Regions from separate parts of the Ovis aries genome. Here regions 1 and 2 are each linked to region 3. A link is a contact called in public Hi-C data. All regions are on one chromosome and are shown on one strand. The core of a region is the stretch at or near the end of the contact, and the rest is flanking DNA. Distances in the headings are between cores, read along the strand shown. Region 1 has its middle 55 kb from the start of HS1BP3. Region 2 overlaps HS1BP3 (HCLS1 binding protein 3). Region 3 holds the start of RHOB (ras homolog family member B).

Region 1 (3,419 bases), core at 888-3,387, 140 kb before region 3:
GCTATACATATACATGCATCCATTCTCCCCCAAATCCCCTTCCCATCCAGGCTGCCACATAACATTGAGCAGAGTTCCCTGTGCTATACAGTGGGTCCTTGTTGGTTATCCATTTTAAACATAGCAGTGTGTACATGTGCATCCCAGACTCCCTAACTATCCCTCCCCCCCAACATTCCCGCCTGCAGCCATAAGCTCAGAACAGCTAACTTCTTGTCCACCTGTCTCTTGGACCACCAGGAGCAGCGGAGGCTCAACTCGACCTCTGGCCTGAGGGCCTCCTTCTCCTGCCTGAGGCTCTAATGAGGCTCGGTCAGGTTGCATGGGTGACCCTAGGGTGGGCATAGGATTGGAACCCTGGCCTCACAGACTATATAAAATCTACAGACATGAGGATGGAAAATGTTGCGCCACCTTGGCGGGGATGGGGGAGACGTTTGGCAGGTTTTTAAAAAGCTGAGCATAGATTTACAACAAAGCCCATCATCCCCCGTTCTAGGAATATACCCAAAGAGAAAGGGAAATATACGTCCACACAAAGACTTGTGCACAAATACAGCAGCTTTGTTCATCATGGCCAGAGTGGAACCACTCCAAGTCCATCAGCTAGTGAATGGATAAATGGAATATGGAACAGGCACACAACGGAATATTACTCAGCAACAAAAAGGAATGACGACGCGCTACAACTCGGATCAGCCTCAGTAACATTACCCCGAGGCAAAGAAGTCATGCTCAAAAGACCATATATCGCATGAGAAATTCCCAGATGACAAATCTATAGAAACAGAAAGAAGATTAGTAGTTGCCGTTGACTAGGGGTTGAAACAGTGACCAATGGACACAAAGGATCTTTTTGGGGGCTGGGGAGGGGATTGGGAAATGTTTAAAATTGGTTTGTTGTAATAGTTACACAATTTTCTAAATTAATTGAAATCCTATAATTGTACACTCTAAGGGAGTGAATTTTAAATTATACCAGTAATTTCTATGTCAGTAACACCGTTAAGAAAATTAATGACTGGAAAATGAAACAAACAAGAAAAAAAAAATCCATGGGCAGCAGAGGGCAGTGGCTGAAAGTGTGGGCCAGCTTCTGGTTCTCCAGCCACCTCGCTGTGTGGTACTGGGTCAGTTAGTTACTCTTTCTGTGCCTCAGTTTCTTCACCTGTAAAATGGGGATAATAATTGTACCTGCTTCATTAGGGTAGTTTTAGGGAGAAAGTTAATATTTGTGCACTTCTTTGATCAGTGGCTCAGACGGTAAAGTGTCTGCCTACAATGTGGGAGACCCAGGTTCAATCCCTGGGTCAGGAAGGTCTCTTAGAGAAGGAAATGGCAACCCACTCCAGTATTCTTGCCTGGAAAATCCCATGGATGGAGGAACCTGGTAGGCTACAGTCCATGGGGTTGCAAAGAGTTGGACACGACTGAGCAACTTCACTTTTCGCTTTGATCAGTACACATTTTATGTGAACTGATAGTCAAAATTACATCGAGTTGTTGGTTGTTTTTTGTGCTATAAGGAATTTGGAATGAGAGCCAGACATTTGGGTAGAAAGGGACGCCGTCGGGGGCTTCTGTACTAGGATGGGTGTAAGAGAGAGGAGAGGCTGGGTCAATCTATGGCAACCTCTCAGCTTCTCTGAACCACTATCTGCCCATCTGCCTAGAGGGCTGAGACAGTCTCCTCCTGCTGTCTCACAGGGTAGGGATCATGAGAGAACGCAAAACTATTTGTTGTTGTTCAGTTGCTAAGTCGTGTCCGATTCTTTGCGGCACTGTGAATTACAGCACGCCAGGCTTCCGTGTTCTTTACTCTCTCCTGGAGTTTGCTCAAACTCATGTCCGTTGAGTCAGTGATGTCATCAGAGACCCACTAAGGGGCCCTGGTGCTGAGGTGCCTGGTGTCTGGAGGCTCTGGGAGGTAAGCAGGAGCCTAGATCCGGATAGGCCTTGGAAGGCCAAGGAAGCACAGTAGATTGAACATGCTGGAAGTGAGCTGCTAGAAGATGTCATTCCGATGCAGAGTCCTAATAACCCCAGGAGCTCATCCCTACAACCCCCACACTCCAGACCTGGTGCAGCCCTCCCGTCACCACGGAGACAAGGAAATAAACACCACACTTTCCTCTCCCGGCCCCTGACCTATTGTTCAGAGCAGGACTAGAAAGGGAAGGTCAAGGAGAGTTTTCTGGCAGCCCTGTGGCCTGATTGGACTGTGAGGAGGGCGTGAGGGGCCTCAGCACTGACACCCCTTCCTCTTTTTGCCTGGAGCCTACGCTGCCAACTTCCTCATCATCCCTGGTTCACTCAGGGCAACCGTTGGGCAGAGGGTGTTCAGCAACCCCTTTGAAAAGCCACACCCGCAAAGGCTTACACATAGATGTCCATGGCAGCAGTTACTCAAAACAACCCCACCCACAACCAACAGAAACAACCCAAATATCCATCACAAGGCAATACATAGACTTAGCAGGTACATCCATACAGTGTAATGTGTGTGTGTGCCTGCTAAGTCGCTTTAGTTGTGCCCAACTCTTTGTGACCCTATGGACTGTAGTCTGCCAGGCTCCTCTGTCCATGGGATTCTCCAGGCAAGAATACTGGAGTGGGTTGCCATGCCCTCCTCCAAGGGATCTTCCTGACCCAGGGATCGAACCCAAGTCTCTTTTATCTCTTGCACTGGCACAGGAGTTCTTTACCGATAGCACCGCCCTGGAAGCCCCCTACGGTACAACACTACTCAGCAATGGGGAAGAGACTACTAGTAGATATAATATAATGATGCAGATGGACCTCAAAACATGGGACTCCGCATTTTCTGTTCAATTTTACTGTTTTTATAACATATAAATATAAAAATAGATTTTTGTTTTTTTAAAAAAGAGCCACGGTGAGAAAGTTCTTTAGTCCAGAAGACACTCAGCAGTCTCGGAGACCAGCTCTGTCTCCCCAGACCATGCCCTACTTTTAGTGAGCTTCTCCACAGCCTCCAGGTGCCTTGGGCTCCAGCTGAGGCTCAGTGAACATTTGGTGGTGGAAGGGGCTTGTGGTTCAGCAGACGTGCAAAATGGAGGGAAGAAGCTGGGGGCACGTGTTGAAGGGGAGGCCCTGCCCCCAGAGTCCTCTGAGGAAATGAGAGGCCCAAATCCTCGAGGCCTGGAAGCCCTGGGCGCTGACTGGCATAGTTCATCAAAGGCTCTCTCTCCTCCTCCAACTTTCCTTTTTCTTTCCTGCAGCCCTATGTTGTCTGGGGCAGGCAGATGTGGCGAACTTATTACAAGGCAGTTCACCAACTTTCGGAGGTAGGTGAGATGGCCTGAGCAAATCCGTGGATTCCCTCCCCTCGTGGAATGAGGCTGAGGGCCTCAGGATCGGAAAAACACGCCCAGGCTGCTCCCAAGGGCCTCATCAAG
Region 2 (3,691 bases), core at 932-3,431, 170 kb before region 3:
TCTGGCACCCTCCTGTTCCATCTCCTTTCCTGGCCCTCTGACTTCCTTCAGCTAATCAGTGAGCTGCCCGTGAGTCCCCATGGTGAGCCCCCTGAGGTGGGGGAGGGGCTGCAGGCTAGATGAGACTAGAGAGCAAGACTTCAGCTTCCCAGGCCCCTCCAGCGGGCACCGGCTGAGGCGGTGGGCAGGACCTCCCAACCAGAAGGAGACAGGGGAGCCAGACAGACTCAGCACCATCACCACCTCCCCCAGCACCCTCACTTCTTGGCTGAAATGAGCAAGAAGCAAGGTGGGAACTGTTGGTTTTGAGCACCTACTGTGCACCAGGTGGTGTACCACGCCCTTTGTCTCCCGGATCTCACTGACAGCTCGCCCCGCAAGCAGGCATTGTCACGTCGCTTGACACGTTAAAGAGACTGGCGTCTGCAGGGGCCGGATGCCTTGCCCGCGGTCAGGGGACTGGGGAACAGTGGTGCTGGGATGCAAATGGAGCTCGGAATCCTGTCCGAGACCTCGGAGCCAACTGCCTGGGCTGGAGTCCTGGCAGTTTATCCCTCTCCGCCAGTTTTCTGCAGCGGAAGCACAGGGTAGTGATGGCAACCGGTCTCTTGGGGCTCTCGTGTAGGGTAAGTGGCTTAGATGTCACGGCCCCGTCTTTCTGCCTCTCCGCCTCCGCAGAGTTGGACTGCAGACCCAGGGTGACGTTGTCTCTGCCCGTCTGGCAAGTCCTGTTCCAGAAAGAAATTAGAGCCGAAGAGAGATGAGGCAGAGGCAAGTTCAACTTGAACAGCATGAAAAGTGCGGCCCAGAGAGCTCTGCCCACTGCTGGCAGGGCTTCCTCTCCTGTGTGACAGTGAGGGTGGGTGCATGGGGACATGTGGTCACAGGGTCACTGTGAGGCCAGCCTAGCGGGGCCAAGGAGCCAGACTTGAGAAAGATCCCAGGTGCTCAGGGAGATGGGAGACAAGAGCCGGAGGCCCTGCAGCTCCTTGGTGCCCAGGAGTCAGGCTCCTCCCAGCCCCTCATGCTGGCCTTGACCTGGGAGGAGGTCAGTGTCCCTGAGGGAACGACAGTGAGATCATATTGGGAGAAGTTCATTATCAGCCTTGGGCAGCCCGAGGGCCGTGTTGGGCTGTATTTGTTTGAACTCATCCTGTCTGTTGTTCTGAGTAACTGCATATTGCTCGCCCTCAGACTGAGATCGGCTTGCGTGGTTTGTGCCAGCCTTTGGCTGAAGGATGTGCTTAGTAAAACTGCTCCGTTTTGGGGTAGGAAAATGCTCTTTGGGGTTGGCAAGGGCTGCCTTTAATTTCCTGCTTTTACTTCAGTAGCAGATTGTCGGGCAAGGTACTGACTGTCACCCCCACTTCGGCCCCCCAGTGCCATCCCCAGCTCTGCACTCATGGGCCTCCTTCCTGAATCCAAGGAGAGCTGAGCACCTGAAAGAAATCCCGGAGTCTTTTGACCTTCTGTCAGTCTTTTCTTAAGCAATGTGATAATAGTCAGTGCTATTGCCTCCATTGGGAATAATAACAACTAGCTTTTTTTTGGAGAATGTATTAAATGCCAGGAATTGATTAGCCTTCACATGGATAGATATTTTCTATTTTTTTTTAAAGGTCATGACTCACCACATTGCTTTCCGGATCCGTTGTGGATCTGGCTTGGGAAATGGTGCCCTAGGAAGCTGGCCCTGGCATCAGGCCCATTCTGTGTATGAAGAGCCTGATGTTTGGGGTCTGGTGATTCATTCACATTCATTCAGCCCCAAATGGCAGAGTTAGGACTTGATGCCACCTCCCTGTCTTGGCCCTCGATCCAGTCTTCCAGCAGAGCCCTGGGATTATACCCCCCTTTCACAGATGGGAACATAGAGGACAGAGCTGAGAGGGCGCTTGGCCAGAGCCTTAGGTGTGGCAGAGCCCTGCCTTGAAGTCAGGCCTCTCCTGGGACCCCCAGGTGGGCCTGTTAACCCTCTTGGTGCAGTGCGGCCCACCCCACCCTGCGGTGAGGAACACTCTGATCTTTGCAGGAGTGATGTGCTCTGCGTGCTCATTTCTCCATCCTGTGCTCTCAGTTCCTCTGTGGATGCAGCATCTCTGCTTTCCCAGCCACCCCACCCTGAGCGCCCATCTGGGCCAGGCTCTGGCTCTCCGTTTCCAGGTGTCGGCCCTTCCTGCCATGGCCACCGTGGGGCGCTGTTGCTCCACTGCAGGGCTGCTGGGAGGGTGCGCGCCGTGGCACAAAGCCTGGTTTTCCTTTGTCTGTTAAACCTGGTTTTGATTAGGGAAAGAGGCATTACTAGACCATTAGAAAGTGCCTCAAGATAGGAAAAAAAAAACCCTCACCACCCAGCCACTGTGCTGTTTGCAGATTTTTTTTTTTGCATCCCTGTCCCAGGCTGATCCGCATAACTGCAAACATAGCACACATGCCTTTTATACTCTGCTTTTTCACTTAATGTCCTCACCGTCGCTTTCCACGTGGAACACAGTTTTCATATTTAACTTTCTGTTTTAGAGATTTCACAGTTCTAAGAAAGGTGAAGTTCTCCCATAATAGTTCTGCCTTTGGCTGGAAATACTCTGCTAGGAACATTTTTAACTGTAACTCAAATAATATACAATTAGCGTAGAAAAATTAAAAGCACATTTAAAAGCCCTTTTGTCATGAAGGTATATGCTTCTGGTTCAGTTCAGTTCAGTCGCTCAGTCATGTCCGACTCTTTGCAACCCCATGAACCGCAGCACGCCAGGCCTCCCTGTCCATCACCAACTCCCGGAGTTTACCCAAACTCATGTCCATCGAGTTGGTGATGCCATCCAGCCATCTCATCCTCTGTCGTCCCCTTCTCTTCCGGCCCTCAATCTTTCCCAGCATCAGGGTCTTTTCAAATGAATCAGCTCTCCGTATCAGGTGGCCAAAGTATTGGAGTTTCAGCTTCAGCATCAGTCCCTCTAATGAACACCCAGGACTGATCTCCTTTAGGATGGACTGATTGGACCTCCTTGCAGTCCAAGGGACTCTCAAGAGTCTTCTCCAACATCACAGTTCAAAAGCATCAATTCTTCGGTGCTCAGCTTTCTTTATAGTCCAACTCTCACATCCATACATGACTACTGGGAAAAAACATAGCCTTGACTAGACAGACCTTTGTTGGCAAAGTAATGTCTCTGTTTTTTAGGTTGTCTAGGTTGGTCATAACTTTCCTTCCAAGGAGCAAGCATCTTTTAATTTCATGGCTGCAATCGCCCTGATTTTGGACCCCCCAAAAATAAAGTCAACCACTGTTTCCACTGTTTCCCCATCTATTTGCCATGAAGTGTTTGTTTCTCTGCCACTCTTGCCTTTCCACACAAGCATTTTTAGTTGGCACATTCCTACTAACATATAAAAGGTTTTCAGAATTTTCTATGAAAAGAATTCATTTTCAGTTCAGTTCAGTTCAGTCACTCAGTCGTGTCCGACTCTTTGCCACCCCATGAATTGCAGCTTGTCAGGTCTCCTTGTCATGGGTGGGATCGGCCCAGGGAGTCCCTCAAGTCCTACATGACCTTGTCATGGGTGGGATCTCCCGTGCTGGCTCCTGGCAATCTCTGGTTCCTCTGCCTTTTCTAAACCCAGCTTGAACATCTGAAAGTTCACGGTTCACATATTGCTGAAGCCTGGCTTGAAGAATTTTGAGCATTAC
Region 3 (3,595 bases), core at 416-2,915:
GAGGTTACAGCGTACAAGTGTGGTCAGAATGCTACTGTCTTATGCAAATGACAAGTGCATTAAATGTCAAACAATGAAACAATTGTGCAAAGAATTCGTTCCAAAAAGAAGAAAAAAAACAAGTTTAAGCCTTTAAATAAATCAAATAACATCAGTTTCTTGGACTGAACAATTTTCACTTGCAGGACAGGCACAAAGTTCGCTTATGGCAAAAACAACCTGCAGCACACTTCACCCCTCCTTCTCAATGGCTAGTGAGGGGTTCGCCGGGGGGTGGGGGGTGGGGGGGCTGGCTGGCAGGAGACAGGAGTCTGGAAGCTGTGTCCTCTCAGGCCCCAAGTCAGCTGCAAATGTCTTCCCCAGGGGTAGGAAACATGGCCAAGTCTTGTTCGTGCTGGGATGACGCCTCACTCAGACCCGGCTGGAGCTGTTCTAGCGCCCTGTCACTCCACCCACCACCACCATTAAATAACACCATCCTACCTCCGAAAATAAAATTATATCTATATTTATATAACACCCCATCCTCCCCAGCCCTCCCCTCCCGCAGGTCCCGAGGTCTATGTTACAGACAGGGCATAGCAGGCGCTCACTGGTTACAGACGCACATCCGATGGGGCGCGGCCGCATCCCGGCGCCAAGCTCATGTCCGGGGAGCAGGGGCTGGCGTGGGGTGAAAACTCGGCAGCGGGGAGTCGAACATACACACAGCCACACACCCTGAAGAGGCTTCGCTCTTCAGAAAATGGTGTTCAGGGGACCCTTGGCACTCAGTGGGGTGGCCAAGCCTGTGCCACACAGCCGGACGCACAGACACTTGGAAAGGGGGCGCCGGGTGCCTACCACGCGGCCGATTCTCGGGTGCCAGAGCCTGAGTCTCCAGGCCACGGCTGCCGGGGCTGAAAGCAGACGCCAGGCAGTCCGGTGGGGGTCTTTGGGGGGGGCAAGGTTCTCCCCTTCTCCGGGCTCGTGGGGGACGGGCCCGGGATGGGGAGCCGCGCTGGCAGGGGCAGGCGGGTCGGGCGCGGCCCTCATAGCACCTTGCAGCAGTTGATGCAGCCGTTCTGGGAGCCGTAGCGCTTCTGCAGCGCGGCGCGCGTGGCCGTCTCGAAGACCTCTCGGACGCCCTCCTTGGTCTTGGCCGAGCACTCGAGGTAGTCGTAGGCTTGGATGCGCACGGCCATAGCGCGGCCGTCATCCGTGCGCACCGGTTCCTGCTTCATGCGGGCCAGCTCTGTGCGGACGTGCTCATCGCTGCGCAGGTCTTTCTTGTTGGCCACGAGGATGATGGGCACGTTGGGGCAGAAGTGCTTCACCTCGGGCACCCACTTCTCGGGGATGTTCTCCAGCGAATCCGGGCTGTCCACCGAAAAGCACATGAGGATCACGTCGGTGTCCGGGTAGGAGAGCGGCCGCAGGCGGTCGTAGTCCTCCTGCCCCGCCGTGTCCCACAGCGCCAGCTCCACCTGCTTGCCGTCCACCTCGATGTCGGCCACATAGTTCTCGAAGACTGTGGGCACGTACACCTCGGGGAACTCGTCCTTACTGAACACAATCAGCAGGCACGTCTTGCCGCACGCGCCGTCGCCCACCACCACCAGCTTCTTGCGGATGGCCGCCATAAGCGGGCCGGGCCCGGGCAGCAGGAGGGGCCCCGCGAACGCCTCGCTGCCGTCCCGCTCGCCGCTCACTGCTCACCTCGGGCTGCGCGCTGGGGACAAGGGTCGCTAGCTGCACCCAGGTCCCGGGATGGCGCGCGTTCCCTCGTAGTGCTCGGACTGCCGCGGCGGGGGCGGTGGGGGACTCGGGGGCATAGGGCGCACGGTGCGTCTCCGCGCTGCTCCCGAGCGGCGGCCGCTCTCCTCGCCCCTGGTCTCGGGTCGGCGCCTTTGTGAGCAAACGGTGGCCAGAGCAAGCGGATGCGGCCTAGCTCCCTCCTGGATCTCCCTAGGCCTAGGCGAAAACACAAGAGAGAACACGAACTCAGCCCGACTGCGGCGGCAGATGCAGGCTGCGGCCCTAGCGCCCGCTATTTAAAGAGTTCGGCGACTTTCTTAATATAGCCGTCCAATGGGAAGCAAGCCGACTGAGCTCATCGCTGCGGAGCTTGGCTTTGATTGGCCGTCCCCTGCAGCCCACGGGAGGGGCCGGGCGGGCTTGATTGACTGCCCAGGCCGCGGGGCTGGGAGAGGCGGCGACTGGGGAGTTTGCCGCCGCGGCGGGAGCTGCGGGTCTCTGGCTGCGTCAAGGTTCGCTCTTTCTGCGCGCGGGACCGAAGGGCTGAAGACGGCTGCCCGGAGCAGCCCGCGGGGCCTGGGCGAGCGGTTCCGAGACAGGAGGCACTTTGTGGGCGCGTGAATGAGTCTCTCCCACTCGTATTGCCCTGCTTGCTTCGCAAACTCCCAGCGGGTGGTCGGACCTGTAGGGTAGGGAGCGGCTCCTTTAACGTGGTTTTGTTTTTAAATGCACAGACACGCAGACACACACGCACACAGGCTTATTTCCAATCAAGGTTGTGGTTTGTTGTTGTTGTTTTTTCTTTTTCTTTTTTCTTTTAGAAGCAGCCCCTCCCCTTGTCGAGCCTGCCACCATGCTTCCACGAGGGTTCTTTCCCTGGGCCGTGTTTGGATCTGCTAGAGGGTGCCTTATGGGTGGGCCTGGTTCCGGTTTCCGGCTTTAACAAGCCAGTCTCTTTACCGCTTTCTCGGGCACCCAGCCTAAGGTCTCCAGGTGAAGGTTCAGGGAAAGAGGGTCAGTGAAAAGGGAAGGTCGAGGCTGATTGCAGAACTTCAGGTACACTCAGGAAGTAACCAGACAGAAAAGGGCAGCCTCAGTCCTGGCTTGCAGGATTAATTTGGATCCTGGTTTATCTGAAGTAAGTAGTGCAATAAAATCCAACCACCCCACACCCCATTAGGCAAGAATAGGCTGAAGCCCGGATGGGTGGGCTGAGAAACTTGCAGGCTAGAACAGGACAAATTAGTGTGTGTGTTTGAGGGTGGGGAGTGTGCTAGAAACCTAGTCTCTGGCAACCCACCAGGACTTGTTTCATCTACTCCTTGTATTCTGCAGGAGATGACACTTATGTCTGATCTAGAGGGGCCTAAGTCAAAGCATCTTAATGGATAGAAGAGGTGGGGAGGCGGATGGAAGGAGGAAGGGAGGGAGGACCTCCCAGGAAGGAGGAACAGCTTGAGCAAAAACAGAGATGTGGGGAAAGAGTAGGACAAATTCTAACAAAAGAGAATAGCTTAGTGTGGCTTCCCTTGGTTGGGAGAGAAAGAGTTGAAACTCAGGATGGAGACCAGTTGTGGAGGAACCAACTACACAGGTTGGGCCATTTCCATTCTGGGGGGAGTGGGATGCTTCTTGGCGTTTCAGAAAGGAGAGACTCACTACATCACGATGAGGTTCAGTTCAATTCAGTCGCTCAGTCGTGTCTGACTCTTTACGACCCCATGGGCTGCAGCTTGCCAGGCTTCCCTGTGCATCACCAACTCCTACAGCCTGCTCAGATTCATGTCCATCTAATTGGTGAGGCCATCCAACCATCTCATCTTCTGTCATCCCCTTCTCCTCCTGCCTTCAGTGTTTG

What was found. A called contact is a pair of places that touch in the nucleus more often than the background predicts.
Region 1: a contact with region 3 is called in a Hi-C map of blood, with 2.2 times the contacts expected there. The contact joins the enhancer-like site here to the promoter of RHOB in region 3. A contact is called at or near these places in 4 of 16 Hi-C or Micro-C datasets (blood and hypothalamus).
Region 2: a Hi-C map of hypothalamus shows a contact between it and region 3, with 6 times the contacts expected there. The contact joins the enhancer-like site here to the promoter of RHOB in region 3. A contact is called at or near these places in 13 of 16 Hi-C or Micro-C datasets (blood, hypothalamus, liver and 6 more).

Annotation. Positions count from the first base shown.
Region 1 is chr3:28,464,724-28,468,142 of ARS-UI_Ramb_v3.0, reverse strand. No RefSeq gene overlaps it. Among named protein-coding and RNA genes, the nearest start is that of HS1BP3, 55 kb to the left of the region's middle. Within about 2 kb of position 2,137, at least 6 of the 54 cell types and tissues checked have an H3K27ac peak or open chromatin away from gene starts, as enhancers often do.
Region 2 is chr3:28,491,616-28,495,306 of ARS-UI_Ramb_v3.0, reverse strand. All of the region lies in intron 4 of HS1BP3 (HCLS1 binding protein 3), which reads left to right. Among named protein-coding and RNA genes, the nearest start is that of HS1BP3, 28 kb to the left of the region's middle. Within about 2 kb of position 2,181, at least 12 of the 54 cell types and tissues checked have an H3K27ac peak or open chromatin away from gene starts, as enhancers often do. A contact at or near this core is called in hypothalamus, where this site is marked.
Region 3 is chr3:28,325,290-28,328,884 of ARS-UI_Ramb_v3.0, reverse strand. It overlaps RHOB (ras homolog family member B), which reads right to left and starts at 1,665. Exons shown (of 1, transcript NM_001127673.3): 1 at 1-1,665. The coding sequence starts at 1,622. The coding sequence ends at 1,032. LOC114114138 (a long non-coding RNA gene) reads left to right here and starts at 2,194. Exons shown (of 3, transcript XR_003588978.3): 1 at 2,194-2,249.